Linked DNA regions of Zea mays: region 2 is linked to region 1. Evidence: chromatin contacts called from public Hi-C data. All regions are on one chromosome and are shown on one strand. The core of a region is the stretch at or near the end of the contact, and the rest is flanking DNA. Distances in the headings are between cores, read along the strand shown.

What was found. A called contact is a pair of places that touch in the nucleus more often than the background predicts.
Region 2: a Hi-C map of ear shows a contact between it and region 1, with 2.0 times the contacts expected there. The contact joins the promoter of LOC100283879 here to the promoter of LOC103634978 in region 1. A contact is called at or near these places in 2 of 25 Hi-C or Micro-C datasets (ear and tassel).

Annotation. Positions count from the first base shown.
Region 1 is chr8:25,638,554-25,645,856 of Zm-B73-REFERENCE-NAM-5.0, forward strand. It overlaps LOC103634978 (GDSL esterase/lipase At1g28590), which reads left to right and starts at 3,875. Exons shown (of 4, transcript XM_008657552.2): 1 at 3,875-4,154; 2 at 4,292-4,531; 3 at 4,629-4,777; 4 at 4,904-5,526. The coding sequence starts at 3,911. The coding sequence ends at 5,401.
Region 2 is chr8:25,767,292-25,774,594 of Zm-B73-REFERENCE-NAM-5.0, forward strand. It overlaps LOC100283879 (SEC13-related protein), which reads left to right and starts at 3,548. Exons shown (of 2, transcript NM_001348977.1): 1 at 3,548-3,701; 2 at 4,976-6,158. The coding sequence starts at 5,043. The coding sequence ends at 5,960.

The DNA.
Region 1 (7,303 bases), core at 2,625-5,124:
TGCCAGCCTCGTCAGATTTCTTTGAAACTTTACCCCCTGTGCTAGGCGCTTCAGCAGAAGCAGGAGTTGATGTCTTCACATACTCCATAACAGCATCTAGCACGCTGGCCATTCTTCTTTTCCTTGGAGTTGCTGCGGGGATGCTTGATGGCTTCGCCAGTGCTGTTGTGCATGGTGGGCTCTTCAGTTTCGACTCTTTAGCTGGTTTTGCCTCAGCTTCGACTGGCACAGAGCGACTTGGCTCTGCAATAGGAGCAGCCCCCTCAACTAGCTTTGGCACGTCGACCGTTTCAATTCGCTTGGGCCGACGTGTCAAAACTTTAATCTTTTTTTATCGCGACGCACTAGAAGTCGCAGAGGTAACAACTTTCCTCTTTTTCCCTTGCTTCCGCGAAGGATAACAGTAATCCGGGTACACAAACCCGATGACATCGAACACTCTATTTAATCTCTTTTTTCCACGAGCTCCGAAGGCAGTCGTCATGGCTTCATCTTCGGCCTTTGAATATGCTCCAAGTAGCTCGTCGCTTGTCGCTTCTATGGCATCTAGCCAGTCATCATTTGATTCGTCAAATTGGATCATGTACCTGAAGTTATACTTCAGATACACCAAACCATTTTGGCTAGAGCCAGCAGCAGTCTCCTTTGGCATTTCCCATCCATGAGCAAGCGGCCACACTCTGTAAGCAATATGCTCCTGCACCATGTCTCTTGTGCCAATGTAAGTACACACTGTATTAAAAGTTGTTTGGCACGCTTGCACGTCGTTTCCAACCGCAATGGTCGACCTCCTGATGCCGAAGCGAGACCATATAGGTCGCTGAATCACCCCTTTTACATCTTCCTGCTCACTCAAATCAACCTTCACATAAAACCATTCTTGCATCTAGGAGCCTGGCCACTTTTTCCGAAATGTTGGCACAGGATAGCTGGCATCGACGCGATGTACGAAGCTATAGCAACCAAAAATATTGTGATATTGCTCTTTTCCCGTTGCCTTCGTCTGATATAATAACTCATGCATGTTGCAGAAGCACTTGGCATCTGGCTCTAATCCTTGGCTCCTCATGGCCCATATGAAACCCCTATTTTGATAATAGCTTCAGGGGTAAGTTGGTGAAGATAAATTTCGAAGGTTTTCAGAACTTTGACCAACATTTTGTTCAGAGGGAACCGAAGCCCGACTTTCATGAAGCTTCTAAAAACCACCACTTCATCAGCTTCGGAAAGAGGAACATTATTCTCCCCTCCAACCCTCATGATTGAGATATCACGAAATTATCTCCCCCTCATTGCATCGATCTGTCCTTGTTTAATAGTTGATTTTTCGAAGACAACATGACTTGGTCTCCTTGGCCGATCTTTGGCATCTTCATTTCCACTTTCCACATCGAAGCTTTCGCTATCGCTAGAGTCTTCAGAAGTCCCAGCTAACATCTCATTGGCGATCTTCTCCACGTTGGTTTTTCCCATGGCCTCATAAAACCCGGCCAGCGTTGGATCAATGATCTTCTTCTCATCAGCCATTTGGACAATAGTTGCTAGAATGTCGAAGCTCAAAAAACAATCAAGCTCGATGAAGTAGGGAGGGTTAAAATGGCAAACACAACACGAGCAGCTCAAATAGCGCAGAAAATACTCACAACACAGGTTTCTATTTATATACTCAGAACCCTACAGATTGGTGGGTCCCGCAGGTCAGTGTAATAGCGAAGGGAAGGTGTTTTTTCAGACCTTCGGCTAAAGGTCTTCGTTCACGTCGTAGTCTAAATTTGTTACAAACAAACAAATCAATTCTTCCTTCGAAGGTCCTCAAAAACGTAATTGACCATATGTTTTCAATATGACATGGACATAGCAAGGTGAAGATGAAGACCGAAGATAATAAGAATGAACGACGAAGCTGTCACTAAGGAGCTTTGGCTTTCATGTAATGATGAAGGCCGAGCATGATGATGACCAAAAAGGGACAAAGACTACTTAGTCCTTGATGTTTTGTATTATATAAATATATAAGTGTCAGGGGCATGAATGTAATTTTATCTGGACCGAGTCATGTGCTTATAAATAGATGAACAGTAGCACCGTACTGTTCATGTGTAATTGTAATCACTCTCTCGCGACCTCTTCTTTGAGCAAGCTGAATGTATCACTGTAATATTAACATTGTTAATATTTTCATATGTTTTGTGGAATAAAAATATATATATGAATTGATGAAACGCAACAATTATCTTCATCAATTTATATTTTTATTCATATGTTGATCTAATGAAGGTATGTAGCTCATGAGGGGAAATCTACTCCACCTCACGTCCTCACGTCCAGGCACACACGGACAAGGTACCAGTGCGGTCGATGTCGAGTTCTCCGCTGGTCACCTGCATTTGGGGCAATCAGTCGCCGATGGAGTTCACCGGCTCATTCAGAGAAGCAAATCCACTAGACCGCATCTCCAACTGCCAGTACTCGCCACCGCCTCGGCTGCCTCCTCCACCGCCACTCAATCATCCCCCGCCACTGCCGCCGCTCGAGCCGGACGACATGAACGCTTCCCGCACCCGCGTGCAGCTCCAACAGACCCTTGCGCGGGCAATTTTTCGCGGGACTCGCAATTTCGCGCATGCACTGTCGATTGGGGAGGAGGAGCTCGTATTCGGGATGAGATCTATTTGAGAAGAAATTGGGGAGCCTGTTGTTGGGCTAAAAACGTGAAGTTTTGCCAAAATATACTTTTCGGGGTGTTTTAAGTGATTTCTTGGAGATGCTCTTGAGGCCTTGTTTGGTTACAAGGGAATAAATCCCACCATGAATTTAATCTGGTTCTGGATTGGGTGAATTCATATGTCACACCCAATCTCATGGTGGGATTAAATCCACCATTTAATCCATGTATCTCTCAAAGCTACCTATTCTTTTGATCCATGGATTCTAATATAAACTTGTGCAATATCTTCATTGATTTGTTTCATACCTAATGAGATATGGATAGAATCTATGTCTTCCATAGTTTAAAAAATTCCTAAATCCTTGGGTTATAATTCATGATGAGTTTAACCGAATAAACAATAGAGTAGACTTCGATTATTTTAGTGCATAGATTGTGGCATGGATTTAATTCCAATCCATACTAATGTAGAGCTTGATTGGTGTAAACGAAAAGGCCTAAATCTGAGGGATATAATAGGAACGCCGCTGGAGGGACCTTAAATTTTGCTTTCAAATTTAATTCTGAGGGATCAAATAGATGTCTTTCTCTTAGATAACGTGGAGTTATGTTTTTGGCAGCCTAACACTCGCAAGTACTAGACGAAGGGAAAAAATCATACCTGCAGCAGGCCTGTGTTACCTTGTTGGTTTTAGTTGGGCCTAATTCGTAAGAACAAATAAGAGCCCACTGTGTCGCCTGCATGCAGGAAGGATGATCATGTGGCCAGTGACCACCCGAGTAGGAGCTGCTCACACTGTGCCAAGGGCGGAGAAAGTTGCGCCAATCCTCCTAGGGTTCTAGATATTGAGTTGAAGCTTTCCGCTAAAAGGTTTTGTAGAAGAAGAAAACAAGGAAGAGAAAATCATAACAAATCGACAGGGAATGGCGATATATGGAAAATAAACAGTAAATGCTATTAGTATAGTATTTACATTCTTGTAGACAATACTTATAGTATATATACAGCTTATGGCTATACTTTATAATTTTCAATGACCAGATGCCAAAAACGCACATAATATTTTATTCTCTGTTTAATTATTTCCGTTTCAAATAGTAAGGAAGTCATCCATGATCCGCCAAATGTTCTTCTCTATAAAAAGACTCAGATACAAGTTCTTCGGAAGTATTCTCTGTCTTTTGTCTTGAGATTAAGAAGTACAGAAAGCAGTCCTTCGTTGTTCGTCAGGAAAAAGAACAATGCAGCACGTAATCCTTTGCCTGCAAATCTCTCTGCTACTCTCCAGCTTCTCCTATTCGATGCAAGCCCAGTATACCTCGATCTTTAGCTTCGGCGACTCCTACACCGACACCGGCAACAAGGTCATCCTCTACGGCCCGGCGGCGGCGGATCTGTGGATCAACAAGCCGCCGTTCGGGATGACCTTCTTCGGACATCCGGCCGGTCGCCTCTCCGACGGCAGACTGGTCATAGATTTCATCGGTGAGTCTCTTCCGCGGCGAGGATAATTTCATTGTTCGCTCCTTATATTCTCGACGCCGGCAATGCCGCACCTATTCCTGAATACCTAATTGATCGATTAATTCGTTGCCCATTGGTCGTTCGGTGTATGTACACAGCCCAGGCACTGGGGCTACCTCTCCTTCCGCCCTCGCTGGCGAAGGACCAGAGCTTCAAGCAAGGCGCGAACTTCGCCGTGGCTGGCGCCACGGCGCTGAAGACGAGCACTACGAGGCCAGCGCTCTACCCACAGCTGGCCGTCGCCGGCGGTGCCGTGCCTCCTCCGAACAACATCTCTCTCGCTGACGAGCTGGGCTGGTTCGACGCCATGAAACCCGCGCTCTGCGGCTCACCCCAAGGTACGTAACTGATCCGGCCGCCGTCGTCGTTTGAGACGCCACGTACGACGCCATCATCCTATCATCATCACATTGCCGATGCATGCGCTCTCTGTAGCATGCAAGGACTACTTCACGAAGGCGCTGTTCGTCGTGGGCGAGCTGGGCTGGAACGACTACGGGGTCATGGTGGTCGGCGGCAAAAGCGTCGCCGAAGCGCAATCCTACGTGCCTCAGATCGTCGCAACAATCGTCGCTGCCACGGAGGCACGTATACCATACCAACTGTAGCTGACATGCATGCATTGTGCATGGTCCATATGATCGCACATCAACGCAAGGCGCCGATCACTCACTCCACCTCTATTGGCGCCGTGTGCATGATGCATGCAGAAGCTGATCAACGACGGCGCCACGGCGGTCGTGGTGTCGGGGATCTCGCCGATGGGCTGCGCTCCGGGGAACCTGGTGCTGCTGGCGAGCCAGGACCCGGCCGACTACGAGCCCGACACGGGGTGCCTCAAGGGAATGAACGAGCTATCCAGGGACCACAACGCGCAGCTGAGCCAGGCGCTGACGACGCTGGGCGGCAGGTACCCCGGCGCGCGCGTCACCTACGCCGACCTGTACGGCCCCGTCATCGCCTTCGCGGCCGCGCCGACGCGCTTCGGCTTCGACTCCGCGCTGAGGGACTGCTGCGGCGGTGGCGGCGGCAAGTACAATTTTAACCTGAGCGCCGCGTGCGGGATGCCCGGCGTGGCCGCCTGCCCGAACCCGTCGGCGTACGTCAACTGGGACGGCGTCCACCTCACCGAGGCGGCGTACCACCGCGTCGCCGATGGCTGGCTCAGGGGACCCTATGCCAACCCGCCCATTCTCGACACGGCGTAGCGAACTAGGCGATGCGGATGCGTGTATTAATTCAATTTCTTGCGGCCGGGAATCACGTAAATAATTTGTTGAGTTTTGTGTCTGATTTGATTCATGAGGCACTACTGTTCGATGAACGTCTTTTGAATTTAATCTAAGGAGGAGGAGGACCTCAACATTTTCGGCATGTATAGATATCTTCTCTACATAACACGTATAATTATATTTTGTGTTCGTGCATAGCACAGGTGTAGAATGCGGAGAGACGCATACATGTGTGGTTGTTGTGCAGGTCGATCTTTTTTTTTACTGATTTGTGCACGCTCGGGATATAGATTGGTTACAATAATCTATATATAACCAAATATCTAGGACATTACGAAGCCACACAGGAAGGCGCCTAACTATGTCGTATGACTTATCACGTCTATATAAAAGTCGTAACTGTTTTAAAATCGCTAGAAATCCCATTGTTTTTTTATGATAATGCAACATGCATGCGTTACACAAATATATACATACGAGCTACATCAAAAGTAATATGACGAAGCATATATACATACAGTAACTAGTCTTAGGACGTGTTTGTTTGGGTCTTCATGCGACGTGATTGGTTTACCACGGTAAATCCCGTTGGCTGTGGCTGTTGTTTGGTTGGGCTCGAATGCAATGGTTGGATGTCATCCGATGCGGTAGATAGTATAGATGTTCAAATGGGAGGGATCGTGTCAGACTCGAGTACGGCTAGGCTCGGCACGGATTGGGATCGTGCCAGTCCGGTCTGGATTAGCTAGCGGACAGTGTCGTGTGCTGTCCCACAGTCCCCGAGCGAGGCCCAGGCAGAACCCACTAGGTTAATAATTGTGTCGGTCCGGCTCTCGATCCGACGGGACTAACGGGCACATAACAACATATCACGTTTAACTAATAAAAATATCCTAAAATATGCATATATAGAGGGTTTAAACCATATTTATTAGCTCTAAACATTTATTTACACCAATATAACTAACAAAACACATGTTTCTTGCGTTTCATACTCTATATTCAAGTATAATATATGTATTTATATGAACAAATAGAAAAAATAAAACTGGGCTGTGTCGGGCCTAGACCGCCGTGCCACGTCTTCGGCTCTGGCATGACTTGGTGACCGAGCCGGACCGACACGGACCCGGTTCACTACGTGTCGTGCCGGATTTGGACCGGGCCAAACATGTGCCAGGTTTTGGACTGGACGGCAAGCCCGACGCGTTTGGACATGTATAGTCACGAGCCAACTAAACAAAACATGGTAATAACTATCCTGCAACACATCGTTCCCACTGCAGGATCTAGACCAAACAACACCTTAATTTTTCCTATCCTCACGGGATCTCCGGATGTAGGATGTTGTGTGTATTATTGTGCTCCCTTCACCCCAAAATATTATTTGTTTAAGCTCTTGATTTTTATATCTATATTTAATAATATAGTTGATCGTTGGCTATAATAATCTTTGCAGCCTATCCGTATAATATTAAGCTCTTCACTATTAATATAGGACCCCCTCTCATCCTTTTGATAAAGTTCTTGGTTTCTATGTGAACTGACGGTAAGTTCATAGCCCCTTTCTCCTCTCTTTCCTCCACCTCAAGTATTTAGTCAGTTTACCGTCTCTTATTATACTTGCTCTAAAACACATACATGAATCCACCATTGATTACCTAAAATGAATTTTAATTTAGGAGCGGGGAGTACAAGTTAAGTCTTGCAACAATTTTCGCTACAATCTTGCTAATTTTGTCCGCTGATTCTTTACTGAACCTGCGCTTGCGCTGGTGAAAGTCGCCTAGATGGGGGGTGAATAGGGCGAATCTGAAATTTATAAATTTAAGCACAACTATAAGTCGGGTTAGCGTTAGAAATAAGAACGAGTCCGAG
Region 2 (7,303 bases), core at 2,298-4,797, 130 kb after region 1:
CCGGTGTGCTAGCGGAGCAACAGCTATAGAGCAACGGTCGACTCCAACGGAAACCTGAAAAGCGCTACAGTGCGCGGACAGTGCGCGTAGAGTCAGAGCAGGCGCCAGAAGGCGCACCGGACAGTAAACAGTGAATGTCCGGTGCACCATGAGACTGTCCGGTGGCCCAGGCTGTCAGAGCTCCAACGGTCGAACCCTAACGATTGGGTGACATGGTTGGCGCACCGGACAGTGTCTGTCCGGTGCGCCCATCGACAGCAGCCCAACCCCAACGGTTGGTTTGGTGGTTGGGGCTATAAATACCCCTCAACCACCACCACTTCAAGGCATCCAAGTTTTCAGCCATTGCATTCAATACAAGAGCTCTAGACTTCACTCCAAGATACAAACAAAAGATCAAATCCTCTCCCATGTCCAAAATCACTCCAAACATTTAGTGACTAGTGAGAGAGAGATATTTGTGTTCATTTGAGTTCTTGTCGCTTGGATCGCTTTTCTTCTTCCCCATTGTTGTTACCAAGACACTTGTAATCAAAGCAAGAGACACCAATTGTGTGGTGGTCCTTGTGGGGTCTAAGTGACCCATTTGATTAAGGAGAAAAGCTCACTCGGTCTAGGTGACCGTTTGAGAGAGGGAAAGGGTTGAAAGAGACCCGGTCTTTGTGACCACCTCAACGGGGAGTAGGTTTGCAAGAACCGAACCTCGGTAAAACAAATCACTGTGTCATCCGCGTTCATTTTCTTGTGATTTGTTTTCGCCCTCTCTAACGGACTCGGTTTTATTTCTAACACTAACCCGACTTGTAGTTGTGCTTAAAGTTTGTAAATTTCAGATTTGCCTATTCACCCCCCTCTAGGCGACTTTCACTGGTGTTCCTGCCTGACGGGCCGGACGGTCTGCGCGTACGCAGGGTCGGCGAAGATCGCCAACGGCGCCTGGATCTCGCTCACGGGAGGGACCCTGTCGGGGAGGAGAGATCCTAGGTGTTGTCTAGGCTCGGTAGACCGACCTAAACACCTCTAATCGACATAGGGCCGAAGAGAAGCAAAGAATTTAGGATTAAGAGGCTAAACTAGGGCTAGACTAGAACTACTCCTAATGCATAAGGTAAAAACAAGAAATAGACTTGATTGATCGATTGTTGGGGGTTCAATCGGTTGTAGCCCTTCATCTATATAAAGGGGGAGGTCTGGATCCGCTACAAACTGTTTCCCGAGCTAATCCCGCGGTTTTAGGTAACAAATCCCGCGAGAAACTAGGAACCCTAACTGACTCTGCGCACGCGCGGACCTTCTGCGCTACCACCGCGGACCGTCCTCGCGGCCTTTTTCTGTGTTCAACACCTGCCTCGCTTCCTTGGTAGAGGTGTATTGGACCCGTACAACCCCGTGGCAGATGAGTAACATGACTTGTGGGTAAATGGTACAACCTCTGCAGAGTGTAAAACTGGTATACTAGCCGTGCTCGTGGTCATGAACAGCTCACGACTCTCGCATGGTTAAACTATGGAACTAAATTCAATTTGTCATTTGCATTGCATGTGATTTATTATTAATTTTGTTCTATTATTATTCTGGTATGATATTTACTTACATATAGTAATTGCTAATAAAATTTGACCAACTTATTAAAAGCAATGCTCGGCTTGAACTCCTATTGTTGAACAATTTTACACTTTACATGAACTCATACCTTTGGTGAGTTCATGCACATTATTCTCTACAATTTGTTGAGCTATGATTTTTTGTGAGCTCACACTTGTGATATATAACTATAGATGGCCATTTGGCACTAACACGATGGGCCGGCCCAGGCACGGCACGAAAAAGCACGGTCCAGGCACGACCCGGTCCGGTTAGTATAGTGCCAGTGCCTGGCACGGCACGGCTATAGTGCCGTGCCTGGGCCACTATCTCGACCCGTAGTGCTGGCACGGGCACGACACGGTTACATTTTTTATTTTAAAAATAATAGTTTACATATATTAATTATAAGAATTCAACATATAACACAATAAAACTGCAGTTGCACTGGTTAGATGGATGCGTTTAAGCTTCTTACTCACTAGGTTGTGGGTTCGAGCCCTCACAACTACACATTTTTTGCTAAATTCTACAATATACTCAGATGGGCCATAGTGCCACCGGGCCGGCCCGGCACGACTAACAGACTCACGGGCCGTGCCTGGGCCGCGGCAGCGGCACGCCGGCCCATCTGGGCACGGCACGGTTCACTAGCCGGGCCTGGCGGGCCGTGCCGCCGTCGGGCCGTGCCGGCGACGGGCCGTGCCGGGTCGGGCCGTGCCGGCCCGTTTGGCCATCTATATATATAACCCTCCACAGGAGAAGAACATATGGTCCAGCCGTCCAGGAGGAGCCGTACAATGAGGGGTACGAGTTAATCTAGGTAGTGTCTCTCAGTCAGCTTTATAACGCTAATGATGGACGTTTAGTTTGCTTTATATTTATCATTTATTTTTGTAAAACTTCCGCTACGTAATAATATTTTGTGACATTTATCTCTATATATTTTATTATTTTCTTCTTTAGCGTATATATGAGATATACTCAGCTTTATCCTTTAAATTCGGGTGTGATAATAATATACTCGGTATATACTTCGGGGCCAGAGCGGCCGCGCACCCTCCCCTGGCCGGCCATGTGTTTGTAGTTGGTTTACCCTAACGTACGTCCTAAAGGTCTCCTTGGTTCTGAGCTTCTGACCGAACGATGAACGCGTGGTACAACTTGTGACTATTGCATTACTTGCATGCAGCAATAATACAGTATATATAGTTATATAGCAAGGCAAGAACTGAAGAAAGATGATGGATCGGGGTGACGACTGACGATGGGGCGGAACTGCGCAAGTGAATGGAAGCATGTGATGGCACCTGTAGTTTATTTAAGATATATACTACTGCCCTCTTGTCGAATTCAGATCGGCCGGCTTTATTCGGATCATGCGCGGCCCGGGTAAGTAATGCTGACGTTTCAGTGTTATCAGCAGTAGTGCGCGTGATGTTGGGATGATCGAGGGCGTTTTTGGCAGAGAAGCCGAGACAGTGGCTTTTGCCTTTTTGGCCTGGAGAAGAAGGCTCCCTCTCTGGAAACATGTGCTAGGGAATATTTGGTGGCGTCAGGCTACGTCACGCACGGTGCCGTCATCATCACCATGGTTGCTGCGTTGTGCGTTTGCTTGTTGCTTCAGATCCAATCCAATGCAGCACCGCCACCGGCTACGACTACGAGCCCACAGGAAGCGGAGAAGAAGACGTCAGCACCCGCCGCCGGCCGCTCCAATTCGACCAGGCCAGGCCAGGCCGTGCGCGCGGGGGACGGACGATGCATGCAAGCGGCAATGGAGAGGGAGCCGAACGCTGGCTGGACCACCTTCTCCGACTCTCTCCGTGGCCTGATATCACGGCAACGACAAACAAACAGTGGGCCTAGCCCAACTGCATTCCTCGTTGGGCCATTTCGGCCGCGATCTGCAACCGGTTAAAGCGTCCCAAGCCCGGTACCAGTATCACCCAAAAGGCCGTATAGGCCCAGCACGCGTCCTGAGGGCCGCGCCGTCCAGTCCTCGCCAATTCCCATTCCGGTTCCGGCTTCCGCCGCCAGCGGCAGCAATCCCCTCCTCCTCCTCCCTGTCCCTGGACGCCGGCGCCGGCGTCGGCTCCTCATCGTCCGCGGGTAAGGCAAGAACTCTCGGCTCAATCTTCTTCCTCCCCACCTCCTCGGGTGTACCCAGCGATCGATTTGGTCCTGACCCGCGTGGAATCGGTTGGTCGTTTCATCTGTGGTACCACGCCCAGCCAGCCTAGCCTAGGTCGGGCCGCAAGTCCTACGGGGCGGCCTGTTCACCGTAGGGACGGATTTTTTTGGGAAAACGCTTTTATTAGTTTCGTATAGGCAGCATATTATAGGGATCTCGCAGATCCAACCCTTCGACCCTTTCTGTTTTGGGTGTCTGGCACCGGGACGTGTTCGCTAGCGCTCGTGTTCGTCGATTCGGATTTCTGAGCATACCCAAGTCTAGCAGTGACGCAGAGGAGGGAGTGCAGCTACAGATTTTTTCAGTGAGGCAGAGGAGGGACTGCAGCTACTTATTTAGGTTGTGGTATTTGGTTCTACACCCTTCTGCTGCAAATGTATGCTGCTAGGTTGGTTGAAGATAGATGCAAATATTGTTTTTTTTCCTTCTCAAAACCAAGTCCCAGTGTGTTCTACACTTGTATTGATTCGTGCTGGATGTTTCTGCAAAACAAGTATGCTTTTGCCGTCTTCGGTTCACAAAAAAAAACCTAAACGATCCAGTCTTCTATTGTAGCATCATAAAGTTACGAAGATGAGTTATCTTCGTGAGATTAGTATTTATTAGTGACATCACTGTCTGCATATATTTTTGCTTCAAACCTCTGTTGTCTCAGCTCTTTAAGCTATTTTGGGTCTATTTCAGGGTTTGGTTATGAATATGCATGGTTTGAAAATTTCAAACAAGTGCAAAAGACATTATCTTGCCAGATGTACTGCATTTTATGTGTATAATGCTGGACTATGTTTTCCTACTTCTCTTCCAAAAATAATGCCCCGTCGCCATTCTGGAACATTGCTAACTGGTGGGTTGGCGTTATTTTCCTGATCCTGTGATAGATATACCATTGCCCAGTATCTGGAGCTTGGTAAGCTAATTTTAGATGAAATTTATTGTTCAGAGGTGTATCCTCAATCAAATCGTCCTGTGTTTTAGCATGCAATCTGGCGAACAATGAACTTGGCCCATTGTGGAAAACATCCACACACTTCCACGCACGCATGGTATTGTGTAGACCATCAGTGTTCTGTATAACTTCATATGAATATATGATGTTTATCTCGGTAACATTTTTAGCTACTAAGTGTGCATACCTTTTGTACTTATGTTATTTTTTGATTTATCATCTATCTGATATCCTCACTTTTATTCATATAGGAGACTGAAGTGGTGAACGCGGAAGAAGGTTGTCATTTTGCTAAGTTAAAGTTAGATCATTGGAGCAATGCCGCCCCATAAGATCGAGACGGGGCACCAAGATGTGGTGCATGATGTCGCCATGGATTACTATGGCAAGCGCCTAGCTACATCCTCCTCTGATAATACAATAAAGATCATTGGCGTAAGTGGAACCTCACACCAGCAGCTTGCAACTTTGAGTGGACACCAGGGCCCAGTATGGCAAGTCGCATGGGCTCATCCCAAGTTTGGTTCCATGCTTGCATCCTGCAGCTACGACGGCCGAGTGATCATCTGGAAGGAAGGAAGCAAGCCTGATGAATGGGCACTGGTACACACCTTTGCTGAGCACAAGTCCTCCGTGAATTCCATCGCGTGGGCGCCTCATGAGCTGGGTCTATGCTTGGCTTGTGGTTCATCAGATGGGAACATTTCAGTCTTCACTGCTCGTTCTGATGGAGGTTGGGATACCACGCGTATTGATCAGGCGCATCCGGTTGGTGTGACCTCAGTTTCTTGGGCTCCTGCAATGGCACCGGGAGCTCTAATCAGCGCGGGGTCTTCTGGTCAGTTTGAGTATGTTCAGAAACTCGCTTCCGGTGGCTGTGACAACACGGTGAAGGTGTGGAAGCTCAACAACGGCAGTTGGCGGATGGACTGTTTCCCCGCCCTACAGATGCACAAGGACTGGGTGAGAGACGTCGCGTGGGCGCCAAACCTGGGCCTTCCAAAGTCCACCATCGCCAGCGCCTCTCAGGATGGAACAGTTGTTATCTGGACAGCAGCAAAAGAAGGCGAGCAGTGGGAAGGCCGGTTGCTGTATGATTTCAGGACCCCTGTGTGGAGGCTGTCGTGGTCACTGACTGGGAATATACTGGCGGTGTCTGACGGCAACAACAATGTGACCCTGTGGAAGGAAGCTGTGGACGGCGAATGGCAGCAAGTGACGACTGTTGAGCCATAGGTCTCTAGAGTTGTCCCTCGTCTATATTGCCTTAATACTTGTAGTTTTTGTGTACCTATGGCCCTGTGTGGGTAGCAAGCAGGCCACGGTGCATGACTACTTGAGACGTGATTTCAGGCTCGGGCAGAAGTGAAAAATGAACTTGTTGTATATGTGGAGCATTCTGTTTCTCGATTCAGTGCCTTTTCTTTCCCATGGTTAATTCGTTGCTCACTCAGGTGTTCATATATCAGTTATTCTGTTCAGGATAATGGTTAATTGGATATATTTGGTGCTCTAATGCAAGCTTTGCACTTGTAGCGCAAAGTTTTTTCCGGTGAAAGTTGAAACTGTGGCCAGACAGAAGATGATTAGATGAAGCCAGTCACAATTTGGTCCGCTTGTGTCAACGAGGGGCCAAGGCCAGGGAGAGGGAGAGAGAGAGAGTACTCGTCATATTCGTTCAGAGGAAGCATCGCTTGTGTGGCCACCTAGTAGGCTACTAGTTACAGTTCTCTTAGGGTCTGTTTGGTTGGGCTGTGGCTGTGGAAAAAGTTGCTGTGTGCTGTGAGCTGTGGAAAAAGCTGTTGTAGGCTGTGGGCTGTTAAAAAGCTAAAAATCGTTTGGTGGAAACCACTAAAAGTCGTTAAAAGTTCTTCGATATATGTTTTCACAGTTCCATCCAAAAGCCACTAAAAGCAGATCCAGGGGTGCTTTCAGTTTTGCACTACGAGAAAGTCGGCTTTTAGAAAAAGCTGCTTCCTGGATCCAGCCCTTTGGTTGGCTTTTGGCTTTTAGGGGGCAAAAGCCAAAGCCAAAAGCCAAACCAAACACACCCTTATTACTCCTGTAGTGTTTTCTTTGGCACTTCTGCTATATTGCAGGCGTTTTCATGTAACACTCTTCTATAATCAAATAATATAAATAAGAGTAAAGTGTATTAGCTGTCCATAAACTATTTCGGATGTATCATCTAAATCTATGTAGATTTATATATTTGAAATAATTTCATTAAGACCTTATTCAGTTAAAAGGGACAAAATCCTACCATGAATTTAATTTAGGTCTGGATTGAGTAAATTTATACCTCACACCAAATTTTATAGTGGGATTAAATCTGCTGTTTAATCCATGTATTTCTCAAAGCTAGTAAATATTTTTTTATCTATGGATTTTAATATAAACTTGTGCATTATCTTCATGTATTTGTTCTATACCTCACACCAAACACGATTTTTTTTATTTTTACAAAAAATCATATATACAATTTATATTCAATATTATAAACACTTGAGCATGATGTTATACTAGTTATAAAGTTTTGCCTAGTGTCTCTCATGCTTCTTCCATCAGGGTGAGTTCAA